Linked DNA regions of Mus musculus: region 1 is linked to region 2. The links are chromatin contacts, called in public HiChIP or PLAC-seq maps. All regions are on one chromosome and are shown on one strand. Each heading gives the region's core, a stretch centred on a gene start, on an enhancer-like site or on the middle of the called end of the contact. The rest is flanking DNA. Distances are from core to core; before and after follow the strand shown. Region 1 has its middle 9.5 kb from the start of Fdps. Region 2 has its middle 14 kb from the start of Mef2d.

Evidence for each region. HiChIP or PLAC-seq counts read pairs in DNA pulled down with a chosen protein or histone mark.
Region 1: a FOXA1 HiChIP or PLAC-seq map of pancreatic cancer cells shows a contact between it and region 2. The contact joins two enhancer-like sites. A contact is called at or near these places in 3 of 39 promoter capture datasets (liver and pre-B cells) and 1 of 115 datasets of contacts at active chromatin or transcription factors (pancreatic cancer cells).

Annotation. Positions count from the first base shown.
Region 1 is chr3:89,107,882-89,114,953 of GRCm38.p6, forward strand. No RefSeq gene overlaps it. Among named protein-coding and RNA genes, the nearest start is that of Fdps, 9.5 kb to the left of the region's middle. Within about 2 kb of position 5,435, at least 15 of the 459 cell types and tissues checked have an H3K27ac peak or open chromatin away from gene starts, as enhancers often do. A contact at or near this core is called in pancreatic cancer cells, where this site is marked.
Region 2 is chr3:88,125,314-88,132,324 of GRCm38.p6, forward strand. No RefSeq gene overlaps it. Among named protein-coding and RNA genes, the nearest start is that of Mef2d, 14 kb to the right of the region's middle. Within about 2 kb of position 2,993, at least 19 of the 459 cell types and tissues checked have an H3K27ac peak or open chromatin away from gene starts, as enhancers often do. A contact at or near this core is called in pancreatic cancer cells, where this site is marked.

The DNA.
Region 1 (7,072 bases), core at 4,185-6,684, 990 kb after region 2:
AGGATACAGCACAGCGAGACCTTTTCCTCCTTGCTTCCAGAATGGACACAAAGTGGAGGCTGTTACCTGTGTGTCTAACATATAAACTGCAAGCTAGGGGTCTTGTGACTCCCTTGTTTGAATAAACAGCCTTCTAGAGTCTCACAGAGTTCAAGGAAACACTTATAGCTTACTATGCTGTTATATACTAACAAGGTGAGTCTGCGGGATGTTTGGCGCCCTTGGCACTGAGAGGTTACAACTGCACACTACCTTCCGTTAAATACATCCCACCATTGGGTTTCTCCTGCAAGGTTTTTTATGTCTTGCTACATTCACTTTTAGAAATTTTTGTTTATTTTGAAGTGATGAAGGTAACACCACCTTGTCCTGAATTCTTTTTGTATTTACATAAACAGTTCTTGGCTCTCTATCCCTCACTACAAGAGTCACATCTGCCTTGGCAGCACATTTGAGATTTCCATGACCTTGACCATGACCTGGGTGTGCTAGCCAAAACAATTAATGTTTATGCAATTTTAGCATAAACTAAAATAACCGAAGTAAGGTGCAAATAAAAAATAATTGTCACATTACACCTAAAATAATTAATGTTGTGCCAGAAACAAATAAATGCTTCCAAGTTACTTTCACCTTTCACCTTACTTGGAGATAAATTACAGTCTTTGTAGTTTGAATCTTTAAAAGGTCTGTGCCTCTGTACCAAGCATCTTTGAGTCATGAGTCCCCTCATGGTTGCTGGACAATAAAGGACTCATATAATTTTAAAAATTATTTAATTTTTAATTTTTATTTTTATGTGCATTGGTATCCCTCCATGTATGTCTGTGTGAAGATATCTGATTCTCTGGATTATAGACAATGGTGAGCTACAACATAGGTGCTGGGAATTGTGCCTGGGTTCTCTGGAAGAGCAAGCAGTGCTCTTAACCCTTAAGTCATTTCCCCAGCCCCTAGAACTCATATCCTTTCCCCTCCCTCCTTTGGTTTTTCAAGACAGGGCTTCACTGTGTAGCCCTGTCTGTCCTGTAACTCACAAGGCTGGCCTTGAACTCAGAAATCCACCTGCCTCTGCCTCCCAAGTGCTGAGATTAAAGGCGTGTGCCACCACTGCCTGGCTGACTCACATACTTTTAACTACCTTAATCAGTATAGCTGTGTGTATCTCTCTCAAGAGAATAAATACAATTTATTGGGTGTGTGTATATCTGTGTGGACAGGTGGAAGTTGGAGAACAACATAACATTCTCTCACTATGTGGGGCCCAGGAGTCAAATTCAGGTTGCCAGTCTTGGTGGTAAGTACCTCCAGCAGCTGAGCCATCTTACCAGTACATTCCTCGTATTATTATTACTTCTTAAAAAATAGTTAGGAGTCGTGTATCTAAGGCAGCCTTGATTTCATTCTGTAGCTAAGGCTGACCTTGAATGTCTCATCTTCCTGTACCAAGCAGTGGGATTCCAGATGTTCATCCCTCTGTTTTATGTGGTGCTGGGACTGAATCAGTACCTCTTGCTAAAGGAGCCCTCTTCCAGCTGTGCTCCCTTGCTGCATTCTTAACATAAAACCACTGGTCAGTGTGTGTGTGTTTGTTTGTTTGTTTATGTTTAATAATCCCCCAAACAAACTATACATAGATGGCTCTCCTAGACAAACATGTGCTGATCCCAAAGATGGGAGGAGAAAGACCACTAACCCAAATCACCATGGCCAAATGAACTAAGGCAAGCAGTTGGTTAAAGTAAGCTACTTTGGGGCTGGAGAGATGGCTCAGTGGTTAAGAGCATCAACTGCTCTTCCAGAGGTCTTGAGTTCAGTTCCCAGCAACCACATGGTGGCTCACAACCATCTGTAATGGGTTCCAATGCCCTCTTGTGGTGTGTCTGAAGACAGTGTACTCATATACATACAATAAATAAATAAGTCCCAAAAGAGGAAACTTTCCGTACACGAGATGCCTCCCACTGAGGGAGTTTGAGAGGCCGGCACTGGGTGTGAGGAAGGCAAGGATTTCATAGCTCAGGGATAAGGGTTTCCAAATGTGCGATTTGATGAGCAAACTAGGGAGGGTCACAGGAGCAGAACACGTGCAGAGCAAGTTGGTCCGAATGACCTCCTGAATCAGAGACATGGTGGCAAGGTGAGCATACTGGGTAGTCACAGGTGGTCACACAACCTTTTGAAACAAAGGTAGTGTTGCAAGATACCATGAAACAAGCATGTGACTGCTATTCCTGGAACCGGCAGTACAAACTATTGTGGTTAAGGTTACAGAGGAGGCACAGCCCAATCCTTGGGAAACAAGAGGTTTAATGGTAAGCTGCAGTGAACTTGGTTTCTTTTATAAGATGGACACAGGCTGGTTCTTCACATGGCCATAGCTTTCCAGGCTCTCATGCTTTCTGAGGTCAGGGGTTAATCATGTATGTTATGCTCACTCTCTCTCTCTCTCTCTCTCTCTCTCTCTCTCTCTCTCTCCACACACACACACACCTCCAAATAGCTGTAGCCATTTTGTTCCATGCCTGCCAGCTATTTCATATTGTTGCTGTAACATGCCTGCCAGTCATTGACACAAAAAAAATTGACTTGGCTCAAGGACGTGCTGACCACATTCCTTGTTTTGTTCTGTATGAGATTTGCTAACTTTTTTTTTTTAATGTATGTGAGTACACTGTCATTATCTTCAGACACATCAGAAGAGGGCATCAGACCCCATTACAGATGGTTGTGAGCCACCATGTGGTTTCTGGGATTTGAACTCAGGACCTCTGGAAGAACAGTCAGTGCTCTTAACTGCTAAACCACCTCTCCAGCTCCAGATTTTAAGAGATTCCACAAAGCTTTACATAGGACCCATCAAATCAAAGTTCAATATGAACTGTTCTGTCTAAAATATCTTGAGTCAGAGCTGACCACCAGGCAGCCCTTCCTGCACCTATACACGAGCTCACCGTTGTTCTTGTGGCTGACACTGAAGAATGCTACTAATAAGCCAAAAAGTTATGATTATAATACTCATGCTCTGTTATCTCAATGTTCTGAAATCCCCTGTTCACCACGTATTCACTCCTCCCCCTTTCCAAACTCAGGACCACTCAGCTTAAAGGTTGGCTGATAATGCTTGCCTAGTAAGCCAGCTGCTCCCCTCCTTGTCCTTCAAACTGTTGGACTTGGCTTTTCCTATAAAAAGCCTACCCGGAGGATAGACTGGTGCCACAATTAGGTTTTTCCTTCTTGTGGACCTGGACATCCAGTACTATGGTGTGCATTTAATAAGCTATTCTTCCTTAGCTGAGATTGGTGTATGCATGGGTTGTGTGGTGATTCCCAGACCCCAACAATGTTACTCTTAATTAAACCTCATGTTTTAAAATTGTAAAATTTGTGATATCTAGGCTCTATGACAGATTCAAATACTAAACTTTTGGGGGGGGCAGGATTGGTTGGGGGTGAAGCAGAGGCATGACCTCACTATGTAGGCCTGGCTGCTGTCCTAACCATCTTGGAATTTACTATATTAACCAGGCTAGCCTCAAAGTAAAAGATAACTGCCCGACTCTGCCTTTAATCTGCTAAATTCTGGGATTAAAGACATGAGCCATCAGGCCTACTCAAACCAAAGACTCTGTGACACAGAGTTCCCAGCCAACTCATACTATAGGGAACCACAAGTCTCCTCTCCAACCAAAAGACAAAAGAGTAGGGAGTCTTGCGGTCACTCTCATGCCTAAGCCACACCCTTCAATGCCACGGAAGAAGATTTAGAAGAGCAATTTTTACCTACCTCCAAATTTTCTAGGACCATGGCTCTCAAAGGGAGTTCTCATAGGGACCAGAGGGGCTTCAAGATTTCCATCTGTAAGGGGACAGTTAGTAGAGAAAGGTGGAAGCCGGGGCTACAAATGGAGCTTGTGCAGAAAGAAGCCAAGGCCATGCAAACTTAGGAGAAGCCCTGCCCCATGTAAATAACCCACAAAGGCTCGGAACTCACTGGTGTGTGGCTTCCTAAGCGTCTCATTTTCCAGTTCACCGGCCCGCTGCCACCCCAGGGAGCGCCTTTTTTCCTTCTTTCCATCCTTCCTTTCTTTTTCTCCCTTTCTTTCTTTCTTTCTTTCTTTCTTTCTTTCTTTCTTTCTTTCTTTCTTTCTTTCTTTCTTTCTTTCTTTCTTTCTTTCTTTCCTTCTTTCCTTCTTTCCTTCTTTCCTTCTTTTTGTTTTGTTTGTTTTAGTTTTTGTTTTTCAAGGCAGGGTTTCTCTGTATAGCCCTGGCTGTCCTGGAACTCACTCTGTAGACCAGGCTGGCCTTGAACTCAGAAATCCGCCTGCCTCTGCCTCCCAAGTGCTGGGATTAAAGGCGTACGCCACCATGCCCGGCTTTCTTTTCTTTCTTTTTTTTTTTTAACTTTTATTTTATTTATATGAGTACACTGTAGCTGTCTTCAGACACATTAGAAGAGGGCATCAAATTCCATTACAGATGGTTGTGAGCCACCAATGTGGTTGCTGGGCATTGAACTCAGGACCTCTGGAAGAGCAGCCCGTGTTCTTAACCGCTGAGCCATCTCTCCAGCCCTCTTTTTTTTTTTTTTTTTTTTTTTGACTTAAAACTGTAACATTCTTCCCCTCCTTCCCCAACCCTGCTTCCCTTCTTGACCTGGGACCCCACTCCATCAGGCCCATTAGCTTCTTTTATTTGTTTCTCATTACAGATGGTTGTGAGCCATCATGTGGTTGCTGGGATTTGAACTCATGACCTCCAGAAGAGCAGGCAGCTCTCTTCTTAACCACTGAGCCATCTCACTAGCCCCTTTCTTTTTTTTTTTTTTTTTTTTTTTGATTCTTTGAGAAAGGCTGACCTAGAATTCTCTAGGTAGGCTAGGTGGGCCTTGAACTCAGAGATAAACCCAGTTTTGCCTCTTAAGTTCTGGAACTAAAGGGGTATGCCACTATGTCCAGACTTCCTCTGTTTTAACTCAGGAGACAGAGACAGGCAGATCTCTGAGTTTGAGGGTAGTCTTGTGGAGGTCTATAGAGTACAATCTAGGACAACCAGGGTTACAATGAGAAATCTTGTCTTAAAAAACCTAAATAAACAAATGGTCTCTATTTCTTATTTTTCTCTTTCTTTTCTTCAAAAGGAACACCCAGATAAAGAGATACACTGAACAAGGTTTAAAAAGGTAAAAAAAAAAAAAAAAAAAAAAAAAAAAAAGTCCTGAGTACAAAATAGTTCTGTGCTCACGGAGCTGGGCAGGTCACCTTCCTACCCGTCGGATAGTCTGGAAGTACTGTCAGGGCTCTTTATCGCCATTTCATCATGGATACATGATAAATTATTAACTGGAAGTTTCAAGTGGCCAGTCATCCTATGATCTTGTGACCAGCTGCTATTAGGAGCCACCAAGAGTTGACTGATTAAAGGCCAATCAGAGCCAACACAGCCTTTACTCCCAGCAGAGGATGGCAGAGCCCTGATTTTGCAGCCAGCCTGGTCTCCATATAGGGAGTTTCAGGACAGCCAGAGCTACAAAAGGAAACCCTGTCTTGCTGGGGGAAATTTGTCAATCAGCATTCCTGAAAAGCAGCTGATTAAAACACCCCTGCCTCGTGCTGAGCTGTCTCAGTGTGGGAAAGCACCAGTTGCTTTCCTGTGGAAGCTCACACCAGGGACTCCATCACCATCTTCTGACTATGTTCAGGCAGCAGACACACACATACAGGCAAAAACCTGTATTTTAGGTAAACATAAAATAAAAAATCTTTTTTAAAAATGTCAATAGCAAGCCAGGCAATGGTGGCACACACCTTTAATCCCAGCTCTTGGGAGGCAGAGGCAGGCAGATTTCTGAGTTCGAAGCCAGCCTGGTCTACAGAGTGAGTTCCAGGACAGCCAGGGCTATACAGAGAAACCCTGTCTTGAAAAAACACAAAACAAAATTGGCTGTGAAGAGTTTGGATTGCTGCAGGTTCAGAGCCTAAATACAACTTCTTTGGGGCCGTGTTTAGGTCCCCCAAAAGCAATTCCTTACCCACCTTGTGCCAGACCTAACATCCTGATAGGCAAATAAAACCCTTTGGAATGTATTAACCAAACCTTAACTGCACCAGTGGAACGGATAAGAAGGGACCAGGTAGCATCTGAGGCCTGCAGTTGAGATTCCCTGTCTGCAGTAATCCACATCCCTGTTTCCATCAGTAGGTTAGGTCCAAACTGGGCTCAGCCTGTCTGTCTGAGAAGCTGCGTGCTTTCTCCCATTTTGCTTCTCTCTGCTTCCCCTTCCCCATGGAGAGATAACCTTGGCAGACTGATCCCCATACACCTTTGTTTCCACTCACAGAATGGCACAGTTTGGTGAGCTTGCTGCACCCTTGCTTACACAACCCATTTTTATTTCTTTTTTCTTTTTTTTTGGAGACAGGGTTTCTGGAACTCACTCTATAGACCAGGCTTGCCTTGAACTCAGAAATCTGCCTGCCTCTGCCTCCCAAGTGCAGGGATTAAAGGCATGTGCCACCCCTGCCTGGCCACAACCCATTTTTAAATGCTTTGTTGTATAACCTCCTTTGTTACCATAAAAACTCCACAAGTCTGTTTCTACATCATTAGGACATTGTATTGGAGGGAGATCTCAATATATGTTGTTTCTGGGATGTGGTCTCTCTGTCTCTGTCTCTCTCTTTCTCTCTCTCTCTCTCTCTCTCTCTCTCTCTCTCTCTCTCTCTCTCTCTCTCTCTTTATTTTTTTTTAAGATTTATTTATTTTATATATATATGAGTACACTGTAGCTGTCTTCAGACACTCCAGAAGAGGGCATCAGATCCCATTACAGATGGTTGTGAGCCACCATGTTGTTAGGAATTGAACTCAGGACCTCTGGAAGAGCAGTCAGTGTTCTTAACCACTGAGCCAGCTCTCTAGCCCATGGTCACTGTTTTTCTTTTTTTTCCTTTTCTTCCTTCCTTCCTTCCTCTCTCTCTCTCTCTCTCTCTCTCTCTCTCTCTCTCTCTCTTTCTTTCTTTCATTTTTGGTTTTGATTTCTGTTTTTGGAGACAGGGTTTCTCATTGTAGT
Region 2 (7,011 bases), core at 1,743-4,242:
GATTTCAGCACCTGACATGTGATTTGGCTGTCCTTACTATTTTTAGACTCACTTAATAAATTCCAAGGCATGTACATAGTTGTATATGTCCCCTTGCCTCTGCTGCTCCAGATAAAACACCAGGCCGTAGACAACTGAGGTTATCAAGGACTCTCAACCAGGAAAAAAAAAAGAGAGAGCAAATCTGTCAAGATCAAGAAAAACAAGTGTTTCCTGGAGCAATGGCTCAACCATTAAGAGTACTTACTACGGGCCTGGAGAGAGGCTCAGCGGTTAAGAGCACTGACTACTCTTCCAGAGGTCCTGAGTTCAATTCCAAGCAACTACATGGTGGCTCACAACCATCTGTAATAAGTTCTGATACCCTCTTCTGGTGTGTCTGAAGAGAGCTACAGTGTACTCATATAAATAAAATAAATCATTTTTAAAAAATAAAAGTAAATGCTGGTGTTGGTGGCACATGCCTTTAATCCCAGTACTCGAGAGCCAGAGGCAGGTAGATTTCTGTGAATTTGAGGCTAGCCTGGTCTATGTAGTAAGTTCCAGGCCACCTAGGACTAGACAGTGCAACTTTGCCTCCGAAGAATTATTTTTTCTCCAGTTACTGATTTTGTGTGGTGGCCAAATGCGTGCTGCGATGAGCACCTGGAGGTGCTCAAAGGACAACTTTCAGTTCTTTCCTTCCACTACGTGGACTCTGGGGACGCAACTCAGGTGGTAGTTCAGGCTACCCACCCACTGAGCATCTCACTGGCTCCACAGTAAGAGCCTCTCTCCAGAAATATAAAATAAAAGCTATCACAAGCAAACCTACTTAAATGCCTTGTTAAATTCAGGTGTGTCATGCAGCATTTCTCAAAAATGCTGGCCCCAGAAATATTAAACCTTTTTATAATTTTTATTTTTTATTTTTGAGACAGGGTTTTTCTGTGTAGTCCTGACTGTCCTGGAACTCACTCTGTAGATGAGATTAAAGATGCGCATCAGCACTGCCCAGCTTATTTTTATTTCTGAGACAAGGTCTGACTTATTCATCCCGGGCTGGGCCTTGACCTCCCCGCGTCTCTGAGGGTAACCTTGACCTCCTGACTCTCTTACCTCCGCCTTCCCAGCACTGCCAACACAGAGGAAAATAACTTATTACAATGTTTGCTTTTCAAGACTTTCCTACCACTAGAAGTGTGGGATTCATCAGGGCCCTTCGCTGGCAGCCAGGGCAGGGAGCTCCAAGTGACTCTTGGTCTGTGATGACCAAGGCGTAAAGGCATTTGCAGCAGCAAATTCTTTTATTTTTTTTTAAGCATTTATTTATTTTATGTATATAAGTACACTGTAGCTATCTTCAGACACACCAGAAGAGGGCATCAAATCCCATTACAGATGGTTGTGAGCCACCATGTGGTTGCTGGGAATTGAACTCAGGACCTCTGGGAGAGCAGTCGGTGCTCTTAACCTCTGAGCCATCTCTCCAGCCCTACTTTTATTTTTTTTTTAATTAAGAAAAAAATCATCTTTTTTTTCAAGACAGGGTTTCTCTGTGTAGTCCTAAAACTCACTCGAGTTGTTCTGGAACTCATTATACGAACAAGCTGGCCTCAAATTCACAGAATCCCACCTGCCTCTACCTCCTGGGTACTGGAATTAAGGACATGTGCCACTATGACCAGCACTAAATAAATGGTTTTTCTCCTTGGTCTTCCGAGACAGGGTTTCTTCTCTGTGTAGCCCTGGATGTCTTGGAACTTGCTCTGTAGACCAGGCTGGCCTTGAACTCAGAGATCCGCCTAACTCTGTCTCCTGAGTGCTAGAACCAAAGGTGTGCGCCACCACCACCTGGCTAATTATTTTAAAGAGAAAATTTAATTAAAGGAAAGCAAAACAAGGGGGCTGGAGAGATGGCTCAGTGGTTAAGAGCACTGACTGCTCATCTGAAGGTCCTGAGTTCAAATCCCAGCAACCACATGGTGGCTCACAACCATCTGTAATGAAATCTGACGCCCTCTTCTGGTGCATCTGAAGACAGCTACAGTGTACTTAGATATAATAATAAATAAATCTTAAAAAATTATAAAAAAAAAAAAGAAGAACGTGAGATCGAGGTGGCGCACGCCTTTAATCTCAGCACTCGGGGGGCAGAGGCAGGTGAGTCTGGATCTCTGAGTTCGAGGCCAGCCTGGTCTACAAGCAAGTTCTAAGATAGCCATGGCTACACAGAGAAACCCTGTCTCAAAAAACTGTCAAGCAAACAAGCAAACAAAACCACTAGAGAGATACAGCTCAGTGGTAAAGCATTTGATTAGCACACACAAGATTCTGGGTTCTGTTCCCAGCACCACACACACAAAAGAAAGAAAATCTCAAGAGAACTAGGAGAAAGGGAGAAGGGAGGGGAAGCTAAGAGAGATAGACAGAAAGAAGATAGAAGAGAGGAAGGTGGGGAAGGGGAGGGGAGGAGCAGAGAGCAGAGGGGAGGGAGGAAAGAGGAGGGCAGAACTTGTCAACATGGCCACCTGGGCAGGTTCCCTCATAGCACGTGGGGAACTGCACAGGGCTGGGCCAGGAAGTCGTGGAGCTAAAGGGGCTGCAGATTTCATTCTCATATCTACAACTTTTGGTTTCTCTGAGTTTTCTCAACATCTGCCTTACAGAAGCAGAGAAAGAGGAGCTGGGAGTTTCGCTCTCACCCTTGGTCATTAGCACCCATCTGCTCCTGCAGGTGAGGCTAGCTTCCAAGCCCCCTTGAGAACTTTTGCTCCAAACATGACTCCATATTCTGTCTCTTGCCTTCCACCAAGAGGTCTTGAATCTGACTTTAGTGACATGTCTTCTGCAGGAGGCGCAAGCAAAAGTATTACAGGCGTTTCTAGGCAACGGTGGGCATTTCACTTTGTTTACATTATTTGCTGTTGTTTTTTCAGCCCTCTATGAATAACTCTCCTTATCACAGCACTAGAGAAACCGTGGCTCAGAGAGAGTCAGTGACTCACCCAAGCTCATACTAGAAATGAGGGTGCTGGGACTGGATCCCAGAAGGGTCTGACCCAACCTTCTCATTTCTACATATGAGCAACTCTGAGAGCCCACGGGATCAGACTGGAGGTTTTGTGGATGTGTGTGCATTCTTCATTTTTTTTTTTTTTAGAGACTTATTATTTAGGGCCCAAAGAGATGGCTCATCGGTTAAGAGCACTGGTTGCTCTTGCGGAGGACCTGGGTTTGGTTCCCAGCTCCCACATGGTAATGAACCTGTAACTCCAGGAACAGGAGAGCTGATGCCTCTTCTGACCTCTGTGGACTCCTGCATGCATGTGTTATACAAAACATACATGAAAGCATACACATATAGACATAAAATATAATTTAAAATTTTATATATATATAATTTGTGTGTGTGCATGTGTATTTGTCCTCAGAGGTGGAAAGAAGGCATTGGATCCTTTGACTCTGGAGTCCCAGGCAATTTTGAGTCACCTGATACCTTATTTTTCTATTGTGGTAAAGACACCAGGACCAAGGCAACTTACAGAAGACAGAGTCTACTGGGGCTTACAGATTTAGAGGGTGGGCCCATGACCATCATGGCAGGAAGGCAGCAGGCAGCAGGCAGGAAGGCAAGGGACTGGGGCAGTAGATGAGTGAGAACTTACATTTTTGACCCCCAAGCACCAGGATGAGAGGGAGGGGAAAGATATGGGGGGGGGGGGAGAGAGAGAGAGAGAGAGAGAGAGAGAGAGAGAGAGAGTGAGAGAGAGAGAGAGAGAGAGAGAGAGAGAGAGAGAGAGCCTGGCCCTGGTGTGGGCTTTTGAGACCTCAAGGCCCTTCTCCAGTGACACACCTCCTCCAACAAGGCCACACCTCCTCCAACAAAGCCACACCTCCTCCGGAAAGGCCACATCTCCTATTCCTTCCCAGTTTTACCAGCTGGAGACCAAGCATTCAAATATGAGTCTGTGGGGGACATTCTCATTCAAACAACCACGTGTGACCTGTTGTCCTGGGAACTGAGCAAGTCCGGTCCTCTGAAGGATCAGCAAACATTCTGCCCACCTGTACCATGCGCTTGTAAGGTCTTGTTCTAAGTGCCTGAGTGCTTCTCCAGCATCTTCTCTGTACTCTGTGCCACTGTGAGCATGGAGTGCCGGCTCTCTTCCTTGGCATTGGTGAGAGCTGAGCTGGTTTCCCCTGTACCCTTTACTCTTGTCTGGGCACGTGAGGTACTGAATGGGAATCCCACAGATACTTTTTGAGTTTTGTTTCATTTCATTTTCTGAGACAGGAGTCTCACTAACTTTGGCCTCTCTGCAGTCTTCCTGCCCCAACCTTGATGTCTCAGTTAGAAGAGACACCATGACCTAGGCAACTCTTATAAGGACAACATTTAATTGGGGCTGGCTTACAGGTTCAGAGGTTCAGTCCATTATCATCAGGACAGGGGCATGGCAGCATCCAGGCAGGCATGGTGCAGGAGGAGCTGAGAGTTCTACATCTTCATCTGAAGGCTGCTAGCAGAATACTCACTTCCAGGCAGCTTAGGATGAGGGTATTAAAGCCCACACCCACAATGACACATTACTCCAACAAGCCATACCTTCTAATAGTGCCACTCCCTGGGCCAAGTATATTCAAATCATGACACTTGGGAGAGCTAGGGTTCTAAGCATGAGGAGCCATCCAGTCCCACAAGGACTTGTTGCCTGTTGAACATGAGAGAACCCATTGGCTTCTATAATCTTCAAGCATCCTTGTCTGAGAGACCTCCAAGCCGTCACGGACAGTGTGATGGTACAAAAGGCTGCCGGGCATAAAGCAGGAATGAAAAGAATAAACACTCAGACCTTTCGGTCCTCAACTTTTTCTCTTCATAAAGTGCTCTCTTACTGCCTCATGTCTTGTTAGCAGTCAGCTCCGACTTGAGTCTAGAGCATGTGAGACCAGGACTTCAGCTTTCATGTCCTTTTACACGAGGTTACAGTATATGATCCTGTCCTCTAGAACAGCAACAAAGCTGGCCGTAGTGACATACATCTGTAATCCCGGCACTCAAAGGCCTGAGGCAAGAGGATTCCTAGGAGTTCAAGTCTAAGCTACAGAGTAAGGAGGCAGAGGCCATACCAGGATGGGTGGCAGAAGACTGGTAGCCAGCAGGTACCACATGTGGGATCTCATTGTATAACAAACCTACTGAGGTGCCAACCAGCTGGGTATGAGCACCCAGTATGTCCTCGAGGGTCTCCCATACCTTGACCAGTGGGTTGACTCAGTTAAGGCCTGTTGAATAAAAGCTCTCTTGGGGGGGGGGGGGCTGGTGAGATGGCTCAGGGGGTAAGAGCACCTGACTGCTCTTCCAAAGGTCCAAAGTTCAAATCCCAGCAACCACATGGTGGCTCACAACCACCTGTAACAGAGATCTGATGCCCTCTTCTGGTGCGTCTGAAGACAGCTACAGTGTACTTACATATAATAAATAAATAAATCTTTAAAAAAAAAAAAAGCTCTCTTGGGGGGCTGGAAAGATTGCTCAGTGGTTAAGAGCACAGACTACTCTTCCAGAGGTCCTGAGTTCAATTCCCAGCAACTACATGGTGGCTCACAAGCATCTGTAGTGGGGTCCAGTGCCCTCTTCTGGGGTGTCTGCAGAGAGCAACAATGTACTCATATACATAAAATAAATAAATCTTTAGCAATCTCATCAGGAGAGACAGAGCCTATAAAGCACAGCAAACTCGGGAGGCAGAGGCAGGCCGATTTCTGAGTTCGAGGCCAGCCTGGTCTACAGAGTAGTTCCAGGACAGCCAGGGCTACACAGAGAAACCCTGTCTCAAAAAACCAAAACCAAACCAAAACAAAACAAATAAAGCACAGCAAGAGAGTGATGCTAGCCCTGGATCAAAGTCCTGCCAAAGACACAGTCACTTGAGTGAAGGCCAGGGGAGGAAGGACAGCCCTGACCCATGGGCCCTCCAGCAGATGGGTCCTGCTCATCGCTGGCACGGTGCAGCCAACCTGAAAATAGGAGTTGGCATAGAGGCACAGCCTTTGATTCTAGACCTCAAAGGCTGAGGTAGGAGGATCACAAATTCCAGGACAGCCTGAGTTACAGTATATGATCCTATCCCCTAGAACAGCAACAAAGCTGGCCGTAGTGACATACATCTGTAATCCTGGCACTCAAAGGCCTGGGACAAGAGGATTCCTACGAGTTCAAGTCTAAGCTACAGAGTAAGACTCTATTTCAAAATACACCCCCACACACACACACACAAAGCAAAGGAATGAACCTCACAACTGACATCCTGCTACACTCTCAGCAATTGAGAAGTAGGAGAGTCAAAAGTTCAAGGCCATCCTCAACTACATATTGAGTTCATTGCCAGCCAAGTCTACAAGAGACCCTAAGTGGGCTGGAGAGATGGCTCAGCGGTTAAGAGCTCTGACTGCTCTTTCAGAGGTCCTAAGTTCAAATCCCAGCAACCACATGGTGGCTCACAACCATGTACAGCTACAGTGTAGTCATATACTTAAAATTAAATAAATAAATATTTTAAAGAGAGAGAGAGACCCTAAGTTAGGAAGCAAAATAATAACTAAGGAAAGGCAGTGGTGTGGTAGAGAAGCTAGATTCGAAAAGCACTAGAGGCAGCCTAGTCTATGCTGTACTAAGGGGACCAGATGTTGCCAGCTGTCACCAGCTTCCATCCAGGAGCCATCCTTGGGCTTTTAAACAGAGGTCTCCACTTTTGATAGGCAAATGCTCCATCCTGAGTGACACTAAAGCCCAGGCACTCTTCAACCAGGTTACTGCAGCTTAACCTTACAGCTCCTGTCCTAGCCCAGCACAGTCCAGGCCCTCAGATAGTCCTGTGAGTGTCTGAGACTGGCATCTGCTATCACCAAGCTAGAGAAGGCTCATATCCCTCTTCCTCAGTGCTCGCAGAGCTGTGGTCATCCTTGCTCTGTAGCTACAGGGAAGCAGGAGAGAGCTATAAACTTGGCCCACTCATCTCTTTCCAG